Regions from separate parts of the Hordeum vulgare genome. Here region 1 is linked to region 2. A link is a contact called in public Hi-C data. All regions are on one chromosome and are shown on one strand. The core of a region is the stretch at or near the end of the contact, and the rest is flanking DNA. Distances in the headings are between cores, read along the strand shown.

Evidence for each region. Hi-C and Micro-C count contacts between places; a contact is called where the count stands out from the background.
Region 1: a contact with region 2 is called in a Hi-C map of seedling, with 2.3 times the contacts expected there. The contact joins the promoter of LOC123443459 here to the promoter of LOC123443458 in region 2. A contact is called at or near these places in 1 of 6 Hi-C or Micro-C datasets (seedling) and 1 of 1 datasets of contacts at active chromatin or transcription factors (embryo).

What each region holds. Positions count from the first base shown.
Region 1 is chr3H:186,464,667-186,470,379 of MorexV3_pseudomolecules_assembly, reverse strand. It overlaps LOC123443459 (pre-mRNA-splicing factor SPF27 homolog), which reads right to left and starts at 1,783. Exons shown (of 7, transcript XM_045119833.1): 1 at 1,410-1,783. The coding sequence starts at 1,658.
Region 2 is chr3H:186,046,627-186,052,547 of MorexV3_pseudomolecules_assembly, reverse strand. It overlaps LOC123443458 (phosphatidylinositol transfer protein 3-like), which reads left to right and starts at 1,996. Exons shown (of 6, transcript XM_045119832.1): 1 at 1,996-2,336; 2 at 3,083-3,203; 3 at 3,295-3,474; 4 at 3,805-3,903; 5 at 4,479-4,721; 6 at 5,253-5,824. The coding sequence starts at 3,129. The coding sequence ends at 5,552.

The sequences.
Region 1 (5,713 bases), core at 534-3,033, 420 kb before region 2:
ACAACCACTCTAGCCTGTCCCTCAAACCAAACACATCCTAAGTGCCTACTTCCAGCTTATAAGTGGAATTATGCAACAACGAAAAAAGTCAAAAACAATAATATTCGTCCGGCTCCGATGCGGCGACACCGGCGGGTGCCACCATTCCTTCCTGGAGGGTGTCAGTGGTAGCCATCCCCTACCTCCTTCCGTGTGCCGGGGGAAGCCCTAGGACTCGTCCGGGCAGCAGCGTCGTCGACGTCGCATCCATTCTTGGAGGTGCTGCTTGGCACGCGGCGGATCGGAGCCTCGGGCTGTGGTTGTTTGTCTCCGGAAGGCGCAGTGGTGCCGGGTCATCTGCTCCTTCTCGAGCTGCCGTTGTTGGCAGTTGTTTCTTTTTTGTTTTTTTGGGCTTGATGTGCTGTTCACCCCAGCAATGTTCACTGTACGGTGTTGGTTGCTTTGGAATACAAAGCGGGGGGAAACCCTTTTTCGGTAAAAAACAATTATTTTAAGCAAGGTTAGCCTTTTCTCCAGCCATTACAATAGGAAAGAAATGAACTTCCTAGCTAAGCAACATCACAGCCTACACTGAGTCCAAAAATTCAACAGCAATCTTCATCAAACAATACAACAGAATTACTTCATGTTTTACAGAAATCCATTACACTAGGCAGCATTCATAGCGTTGTTCTTCAATGGTGCATATTTCATCTTCAATGGTTCAATGTTGACCCCGTCAAAACAGCTATTCACTGTTGATAGGGGAAACATCCAGCGGTAATTTGCTCTTGAAATCAAATTTGTGAAATACTTTTCAACTAAATTGTCTGATATAGGTTTATAGCAATAGTAGAGAGTAATTAGTTGAATGAAAAATTGAGAACATAAGATATCCTTATCATGGTATAATGGGTAACCTGGGTTCCTTCAGAAGTATACACCGACCATATAAGAGTGAACCAAACATAGTTGAGTCCTTTCTTATGGGTTAGTGAATGTGGTATTCTGCAATGTTATTCCCCACGTACACATCCGACAGGGGGAAATTATTTCAGACCAGTTCTACTTAAAACACCCAATTGCATATGACAACGTATCAGCCTACAGCTCCCAGTTGCATATGACAACGTATCAGCCTACAGCTCCCAATTGCATAAGGCAGCCTCTTAGCCTACAGCTCCCAATTGAATATGTAGTCCTCGAAAGAGCTGTTTTCCAGAAATAATTCGGAAACAACCTAAACATTAACACACTATGTCGAAACTCCAAAAGCTAAAATAAAAAAGGAAATAAAACCTCAGTGCATCCCTTCTAAGTAGTACTACTATACAGGTATAAATATTTGGCGGCTTGGCCCTAATTGTCTCCTACGAACGCTAAGCGTTAGATCAGCGTTCTACAACAATAGAGAGGGCGCAGGAACCCACCTCAAATCCAATGATGGGATAGGGGGGCAGGTCGCGGAGGAAGTCGGCGGGCTTGCGGTGAGCGCGGCGCATCTCCTCCTCGACGAGGCGGTCAACCTCGCGCTTCACCGCCGGGTCGCCGTAGTCCCCGTCGATGTAGGGCAGCGCGTCCACCGTCTCAGCGTCCGGAGGCGGGCGCCAAGGCACACCCGCAGCCTCGGACGGTGGTGCCTCCAGCATAAGCACCTCCCTAGTCGCCGGCAAGGCCATCACGGCGGCCGCGCGCGAGCAGGTAGCCGCGGAAGCGAGCAAGGCGAGAGAGAGAGAGCGGGCGCGGGGTAGGTTAGGGTGTCGCGTCGGGGAGCAATGGGGCTGGAGGAAGAAGCTCAAGGCGCATGGGCCGCTTTACGTTTTGGGGCTACGTGGGTCATTAAATATTTCCAACCGAGAGAGATGCGGGCGTTTAAGGCCCAGTTCTTTGACGGCTTTTCAATACCCCGAGAAAAACAAACTTCTTTCACTACCCTTAAAAAAACAAGCTTCTTTCACAACTCGTTCAAAAAAAAAAGTTTCTTTCACAACAACATCTCTAGTAGATCTCGTAAGAGTTCGTCAGCCCTTAAATTTCTGACCGTTTTACAATTTCTTATTTTAGGTCCGATCAGATCCGTTAATTGAAATCTAGTCCATAAAATTTTTATACGCGACCCATATATCCATCCCACCGACATTATGGGCGTGTTTGGTTACCCGCGTTGCACCTGCATGGCATCCGAGATGCAATTTTCAGCTTGTTTGGTAAACCGTATGACCATCTCGGCCTGGCCTAACGGATGCAAAAAGTACCCTCTCAGCCAGGCTGAGAGCTACGTCGGATTCGGTTGTTCCTTGGATGCATGCACGAGTTGTGCAAAACGCCCTTCTCCTCCCATCCCCTCTGGCACGCAGGGGCACTGGCAGCCGGAGCCCCAGCCGCCGCTTGCCGTCGTCCCCGTCGGCCAGTGAGCCACCATCGGCCGCCTCCCGTCGGTCTCCGGCCGCCAGCCCCGCCGCCGAGCGTCTCCGCTCCCGTCGCCCCGATCTGGATCGGGGAGGGAGATGGCCTCGCCACCCGCGCCGCCATGCCCTCCGGCCGCCAGCCCCGCCGCCGAGTGCCTCCGCTCCCGTCGCCCCGATCTGGACCGGGGAGGGAGATCGCCTCGCCACCGGTTGCCGCGCCGCCTTGCCCTCCGGCCGCCAGCCCCGCCCCCGAGCGCCTCCGCTCCCGTCGCCCCGATCTGGATCGGGGAGGGAGATCGCCTCGCCACCGGTTGCCGCGCCGCCATGCCCTCTGGCCGCCAGCCCCGCCGAGCGCCTCCGCTCCCGTCGCCCCGATCTGGATCGGGGAGGGAGATCGCCTCGCCACCGGTTGCCGCGCCGCCATTGTTGGGGAACGTCGCATGGGAAACAAAAATTTTCCTACGCGCACGAAGACCTATCATGGTGATGTCCATCTACGAGAGGGGATGAGTGATTTACGTACCCTTGTAGATCGTGCAGCAGAAGCGTTAGTGAACGCGGTTGATGTAGTGGAACGTCCTCACGTCCCTCGATCCGCCCCGCGAACAATCCCGCGATCAGTCCCACGATCTAGTACCGAACGGACGGCACCTCCGCGTTCAGCACACGTACAGCTCGACGATGATCTCGGCCTTCTTGATCCAGCAAGAGAGACGGAGAGGTAGAAGAGTTCTCCGGCAGCGTGACGGTGCTCCGGAGGTTGGTGATGACCTTGTCTCAGCAGGGCTCCGCCCGAGCTCCGCAGAAACGCGATCTAGAGGAAAAACCGTGGAGGTATGTGGTCGGGCTGCCGTGAGAAAGTCGTCTCAAATCAGCCCTAAAACCTCCGTATATATAGGTGGGAGGGAGGGGAGGAGGCAGCCTCAAAACCCAAAGGTTTGGCCGAAATTGGAGGTGGAGGAGTCCTACTCCAATCCTACTTGGAGTAGGATTCCACCTTCCCACTTGGAAACTCTTTCCACCTTGTGTTTTTTCCTTCTCAAACCTTATGGGCCTTAGTGGGAACTTATTCCAGCCCACTAGGGGCTGGTTTATCTCTTCCCATAGCCCATGAGACCCCTTGGGGCGTGACACCCCTCCCGATGGTCCCCGGCACCCCTCCCGGCACTCCCGGTACACTACCGATGAGCCCGAAACTTTTCCGGTAATGCCCGGAAACTTTCCGGTAACCAAATGAGGTCATCCTATATATCAATCTTCGTCTCCGGACCATTCCGGAAACCCTCGTGACGTCCGTGATCCCATCCGGGACTCCGAACAACATTCGGTAACCAACCATATAACTCAAATACGCATAAAACATCGTCGAACCTTAAGTGTGCAGACCCTGCGGGTTCGAGAACTATGTAGACATGACCCGAGAGACTCCTCGGTCAATATCCAATAGCGGGACCTGGATGCCCATATTGGATCCTACATATTCTACGAAGATCTTATCGTTTGAACCTCAGTGCCAAGGATTCGTATAATCCCGTATGTCATTCCCTTTGTCCTTCGGTATGTTACTTGCCCGAGATTCGATCGTCAGTATCCGTATACCTATTTCAACCTCGTTTACCGGCAAGTCTCTTTACTCGTTCCGTAATACAAGATCCCGCAACTTACACTAAGTTACATTGCTTGCAAGGCTTATGTGTGATGTTGTATTACCGAGTGGGCCCCGAGATACCTCTCCGTCACACGGAGTGACAAATCCCAGTCTTGATCCATACTAACTCAACTAACACCTTCGGAGATACCTGTAGAGCATCTTTATAGTCACCCAGTTACGTTGCGACGTTTGATACACACAAAGCATTCCTCCGGTGTCAGTGAGTTATATGATCTCATGGTCATAGGAATAAATACTTGACACGCAGAAAACAGTAGCAACAAAATGACACGATCAACATGCTACGTCTATTAGTTTGGGTCTAGTCCATCACATGATTCTCCTAATGATGTGATCCCGTTATCAAGTGACAACACTTGCCTATGGCCAGGAAACCTTGACCATCTTTGATCAACGAGCTAGTCAACTAGAGGCTTACTAGGGACAGTGTTTTGTCTATGTATCCACACAAGTATTGTGTTTCCAATCAATACAATTATAGCATGGATAATAAACGATTATCATGAACTAAGAAATATAATAAGAACTAATTTATTATTGCCTCTAGGGCATATTTCCAACAGTCTCCCACTTGCACTAGAGTCAATAATCTAGTTCACATCACCATGTGATTCTAACGAATCCAACACCCATATAGTTATGGGGTCTGATCACGTCTTGCTCGTGAGAGAGGTTTTAGTCAACGGTTCTAAAACTTTCAGATCCGTGCGTTCTTTACAAATCTTTATGTCATCTTATAGATGCTGCTACTACGTGCTATTCGGAAATACTCCAAATATCTACTCTACTATACGAATCCGTTTCACTACTCATAGTTATTCGGATTAGTGTCAAAGCTTGCATCGACGTAACCCTTTACGATGAACTCTTTAACCACCTCCATAATCGAGAAAAATTCCTTAGTCCATTTGTTACTAAGGATAAATTTTGACCGCTGCTAGTGATTCAATCATGGATCACTCTCTGTACCTCTCAAGATACTTTGAGTCAAGGCACACATCAGGTGCGGTACACAGCATGGCATACTTTAGATTCTACGGCTAAGGCATAGAAGACGACCTTCGTCTATTCTCTTTATTCTGCCGTGGTCGGGTTTTGAGTCTTACTCAAATTCACACCTCACAACGCAACCAAGAACTCCTTCTTTGTTGATCTCTTTTGAACTCTTTCAAAAACTTGTCAAGGCATGCATCTTGTTGAAACTCTTATTAAGCGCTTTCGATCTATCTCCATAGATCTTTGATGCTCAACGTTCAAGTAGCGTAATCCAGGTACTCCTTTGAAAACTTCTTTCAAACAACCTTGTATGCTTTACAGAAATTCTACATTACTTCTGATCCATAATATGTCAACCACATATACCTATCAGAAATTCTACAGTGCTCCCACTCACTTCTTTGGAAATACAAGTTTCTCATAAACCTTGTACAAACCCAAAATCTTTGATCATCTCATCAAAGTATATATATTCCAACTCCGAGATGCTTGCACCAGTCCATTTGAAGGATCACTGGAGCTTGCATACTTGCTAGTATCTTTAGGATCGACAAAACCTTCTGGTTGTATCACATACAATGTTTGCTCAAGTAAACCATCGAGAAAACAATGTTTTGACATCCTACGTGCAATATTTCATAAATAATGCATCAACAAC
Region 2 (5,921 bases), core at 747-3,246:
GCTACCGGTTCCTATATCAAGGAGACTATTGAATTCAAATGGGATCTTCTGAAAAGGATTAAACACAACTCTGAAGATTGGAAATTCGACGAAGGTAAAGAGTCAGGTATAAAGATTAATCTTGATTGTGTTAAATCTTTTATGGAAACTACTTCTTTCCATGAGTTTTCACAATAAATATGGTCTTGACTTTGAAATACTAGCTACTTTTTGTGAATATTTTGCTACCCATGTTGATCTTCCCAGAGAGAAGTGGTTTAGATATCATCCTCCCATTGAAAAACTATCTGAGGAACCTATTAAAATTAAGAAGGAAGAAATAATTGTTGCCAAATCTATAAGTCATGTGATGCCAACGCTTCTAATATGATGGTGATCTCTCTGGTGTGACCTTGATACATTCCTCGCAAACCTTTGGGGCACTTATTTCAGCGTCGATGCATGCAATCAATTAAACCGAGCATTCCTAGAGACCCTCTTGCCTCTCTAATAGCCAACAACTTCTCGTGTCCTGCACATTTGGTTCTCTCAGATACTCTGCTCCAAACACCACGACCACAACACGGGCGAACTTGATAGTAGTATTCCGGTATGTGCGCTCCCCATCTTGACCATCTCACCAACGACACGCCGCAGTATCAAGTGCAAGCATTCTAAGAGCAGTCGTGCACTTCTGCTTGACTGGGAAAGAGAGTTGACCTTAGCAATCCCCCGTGAGCTTGAAGTAGTCATCGTGTGCGTCCACTCCGTCCAAGTGTGTAAAAACAATGGTTTTCGCATGCGAAAAAAAGATGCCACCATGGATCATCCGGGAAAGTTGGGTTCGGAGCAAAGTAGTCCTTCTGCAGTAGCTTTGCTCTGGATACTCTATCCATATTGATCATCCCTCTCCCTTTGATTGAGCCCATGAAATTGAGAATATGCTCCACTTGTCGGTCCATTTCTTCTTGCGTACTCATAAGCATGATCATGTCCACTTCTTTGTCTGAATCCGACGAAGCGAAGAGCTGATTTTCAATCATTTGATCAAGCTCCATGGATTCATACACCCCGCGGGACGAAGCATCAGAATCCATCATTTTCCCTACAAAATCACAAAAAATCCGGCCAGACAATGTGCATCCAATGCAAGGCGGAGCTAGAGAGTTACCGGACGTATCACGGTGTCTTCCGAGCCGACAACGACGTCCCCCACAACGAGGATGGGACAGAAGACTGCTCTGCTGGAGCTGGCGGGGCAGAGGCTAGGAACAACTACGAAGTGCGCGTGGCGACAGAGCTGCGAGACGGACGACGCGGAGAAGGAAGAAGAGAGAAGGAGCAAATGAATCCGGCATTTCTGCCGGATGAATTTGGTGCAATTTGCGGTGGGGTCGGACTGTCGTGTCCGACGTGACGGGCGTGCACGGGCGCCCCTATATCTGACCTATTGGGTTGAATATGAGAGATGTTGGTCAGCCCATATATTTGAGGCCCGTTTGAGGCGTTCGGTAGGGTCAAAATTTCATGACTAGTCACTAACATGCGACCCAACTAGGTGTTTAAGACGGATATAAGGAGTTTGGTCGTAGATGCTCTTACTTTACAAAAAAAACATATGCTACTTGTTTTAAGAACGGAGCATAGCTTAGATGATCATGTTCCTTGTGGTGTGATGATCGTATTTATTTATTTATTTCAGGCCTTCTCGCGATGTATCCTTTGACAGGTTCTCGTCGATTATGAAAGTGTCTTTAAACCGCGATGACTTCGTCAATCTTAAAATGTTACGCTGGCTCGTATCTTAAAGGTTTTCATTGGGATGCGTGCATGCAATTACAGGGTTGATTGTATATGCGTGTCTGTGTTATATATATTTTTTATACTTTTACACTACATCTACTTTGCAAATCCTTGTGGCACCTCTCTCGCTAAAAGAAAAATATGGAGGGGCACCTCCTGCAGTCCTGCCGACCACCCGTACTGAAACCGACGCGCGGCGCGCCCACGGCCGCTGCGGCCGACACCTGACGGCTGACGCGCTAACGCCTGGCTGGTGCTCCCGCCGCACGGTGGCGAGGCGACTTTCCGCCCCTCCGCCCGCCCGCCCGGTCTCGCACGCCCCGCGTACGCCGCGAACGCGAAGGACTCTTCCCCCTCCCCCGCTCCGCTTTATCCCTCCTCCGCCTACCCCCACTAGGCCACCACCGCTCGGCTCTCTCAGCTGCCCCGCATTTCCTCCGCGGCTGCTCCTCACGGGGGATCCTTCCGAGAACGTGCGGTGCCTGGCGAGCGATCTCGGCGTGTCGTGTCGCCCGTCCTCGCCGGCGCCGAGAAGCGGGATCCTGACTCCCGAGGTGCGTGGCCGCCTCCTGCATCCCGGTTCCTCCTGTTCGACTGGCTCAGGCAGACGCGGGAACTGTTGCTGTGCTCTTTGGTTCTAGACTAGATAGAGGCCGGTTCGCTTGTAGATTTGCGGAGTTCTAGATCCCTCGGTTCTAGAACAAATTCTGTTTTGGTCGACTGGATGTGAGGAAATTTGGTAGATTTCGATCTGCCTCCCCTCGAATTCTAGCTATTCTTGCGCTGGTTACGCTCCTGGAAGATAGGAACCGCAGGTAGTTTTTTGGCGTTCACTTGATCTCGACCTGTTTGTTCTTCAGCCCACCGACAGCCGCGTGTAGCATCAGTAGATCCAGTTGTACAGAGAGAAACGTATCTAGATATTCCACAGTGTTATCGCGTCTTGATCGTTAGATGTTCCATCAGGCACCAATATTATAATCGACGTTACAGTGGAATTAGTGCCTTGCGCCTCTAGGTTCCTTCCATTTCAGAGGTTCCCATGGTTTATGGCTCATCCTGTTAATTTCCTCTCTTTTCTTTTCGTGGCTCTTGGAGCTGTGCGTTTTTTTATTATGAATTTCTTAGTTTTTTTTGTTCTATAAGTTACAAACCAGATTTTGTTAGTTTTGTACTACGTTGTTACCTGTATTTTCACTGGCTTAATGAGTTGTCATTCTGTTCCTTGGCCAGTTCTTTTCCCCATGCAAAGATGGAGATAATTTATGCGCAGTCATTCGTGTGATAATATTTTTTGCAGGTGTTTCAGTTACATATCTGATAGTCGTCCCCCTCTAGTTAGCAAAATGTCGTTTCTATGGAAGTCGAGCAATGGTGGTACAACAGAGAAAACCTTGACTCTGGAAGAACAGCAAGAGAAAGTAAGATACTATTCTTCAACTTTAGAGCTCTATTTGCCTCAACCGAAGTACTTAATCCTAAGGCCATTTGGCTGTTCTATTTACCGAGCAGATAAATGAGGTACGAAAGCAACTTGAAGAACCCTCGTCGCTAGCAATACAGGGTTTCCTTTCGGATGCCTCGATACTAAGATTCCTTCGAGCTAGAAACTGGAATGTGCAGAAATCGAGTAAAATGCTGAAATCAGCTGTGAAGTGGCGGGCAGCATACAAGCCAGAAATGATTTCCTGGGTATGTATGGCTTAACCAATTCTTATGTTTATGTTCGATTGTAGGTTCATGCATTTATTGGCAAAACAAAAGAGCAGTGTAATTAAAAATTGCCGAGAAATTGGAAGAGCGGGCAGTACTCAAGAAGCACGCAGAGTAAGTTTAGTATTGGAGGAATAAGCTTGCCAGTGACAGTAACACACCACTGTGCTGATTAAATGATATTGATATTGCTGAACTGTTGGCTGAAAACATTATAATGCGAAAGAAAACTGTTCTTGATACTTCAGAAGTTACTTGTATTTCCTGTTTTTCAAGGTAATATAAGCTTTTCATACTTTCAACATCCAGGAAGAAATTGCGCATGAAGCAGAGACTGGAAAGATATATAGGGCTGACTACAAGGACAAACTTGGAAGAACTGTTCTTGTTCTGAGGCCAGGCTTAGAGGTTAGCTCCTTCACTGCAGAGTAAATATCTGGAAATAATTTCATCATAAGATACTTAAGATGTATATTTGGTATTTCCATGAAGAAACATGATTATATATATTCATGTGCATATACCTCTGACATAATAATCTTTGGAATCATATTGGAGTTGCTTGATCTGAATAAATCGTAGAAGTGTGAAAAGGACATAGCGACTGTGAACCACAATTATGGAGCTATCATGTTAACCCTGCTGGTATGAGCCCCAGAGTGATCTATCAACCTTCAAGAAGTTCAAAATTCATACTCAAATACTCAATCATTGTTAGGAGATACGAGCACAAAAGATAATTTCACGTTTGTTTGTAAATCATACATGTTTTTCTTCTTCGTAATATGCATGAATCTTGGGAAGCAGTTTTTGTTACCTTTTCTGTTTTTGTTCTATGCCTATTTACTTTATTGTGTAAATTATGGGGATGCCTCTGTGTTTGTTTTCTACTAGTTTTGTGTTGACTCTCATCTCATCCTACATCACTCTGGAAGTCTGGAGTGGTTATTCTAACTGTGCTTGCTTAATGTTGAATATAACAGAACACTACCTCGGGGAAGGAACAGATTAAGTATCTTGTTTACTCTCTGGAGAAAGCGATTATGAATCTGACGGATGATCAGGAGAAGATGGTGTGGATGATAGACTTCCAGGGCTGGACCATGGGAAGCACACCGCTGAAGGTGACCCGGGAGACCGTGAGTGTCTTGCAAGACTGTTATCCCGAGAGATTGGGACTTGCAATCCTTTACAATCCTCCTAGATTATTTGAGTCTTTCTATAAGGTGAGCGGTTGCACAACCTCAATTATCATGATTACTCTGTGAACAACATTTATGCTTTTTGTTTTCTACATTCAAGAAGTACTATTGTGCCAGTATTCGACAGTTCTTTGCTTTATTGCTAATTCTGTAGTCAGATCACAGCTCTTTAGTTATCCCACCAATTTGTCTTCTTTTTAAAAATACCAATTTGTCTTTTCTAATTATGTTAGCTGTATTACTTCGTCATATTTGGCGGTCTCCTCTAAATCTCTAATATATCTTTTTTAGTGTGAATTAACCGTTAAAAATTCCATTGTGGTGTGCTGTGTTCCTTGATACAAAATCCAAACTGTGGAAGCACTTATAAACCACAACGTGGGCACGCTGGGAATATCATTACCGAGTCATATTTGTCAGTCTCATTTTCTCTTAGATAGATTGCAGTGGTTATTCGAGGTAAAAAAGAACGACCGCACTGGTAACTGTTATTCTTTATTGAGCTACTATATTGTTGTAAGATCAAACTGCCTAACTTACAAAATCCAATGGCAGATAGTGAAGCCATTCTTGGACCATGAGACTAGCAAGAAGGTGAAGTTTGTGTACTCCAACGATAAGGAGAGCCAGAAGATAATGGCGGATGTCTTCGACATGGACAAGCTCGACTCGGCATTCGGAGGAAGGAATCTAGCCACCTTTGAATACAGCAGCTACGCGGAACAAATGAAAGAGGATGACAAGAAGATGCAATCTAATGATGCGGCCTCTGACGCCTCAAGCGAGGCTTCCTTCTACAGCGGAACAGATTCCCCGAAGCACGGAGATGGAGAGCACGGAGCGAAGAAGGCCTGATCCACTTAGCTGCTAATAGTTGCTCCATTTGGAAGATGGGTAGTAAGAATATACACAATCATCTAACTAGACAGTTTCCGCCAGTGTTTATTAGCTGGTTAGAATCCTTTTGTTGGTCACATTTTCGGGTCCAAGGCTTCGAATGTTCTCTGACCGTGGTATCATAGAAGATGAGGAATAGAAGTTTGGGCCAGAACGTGTGATGCATTGACCTTCTATAATAAATGAGAAATCTTAAATGGCTGTCCTGATGCAGGCGTTTCTATATGAAATAATTTGATGTTCAGCTCATGTGTTGCCTCGGTTCTGATCTGTATTAACCTGGGGACTTCGGTCTTTCTCTCTTCTATAATGAATTGGCAGAACCCC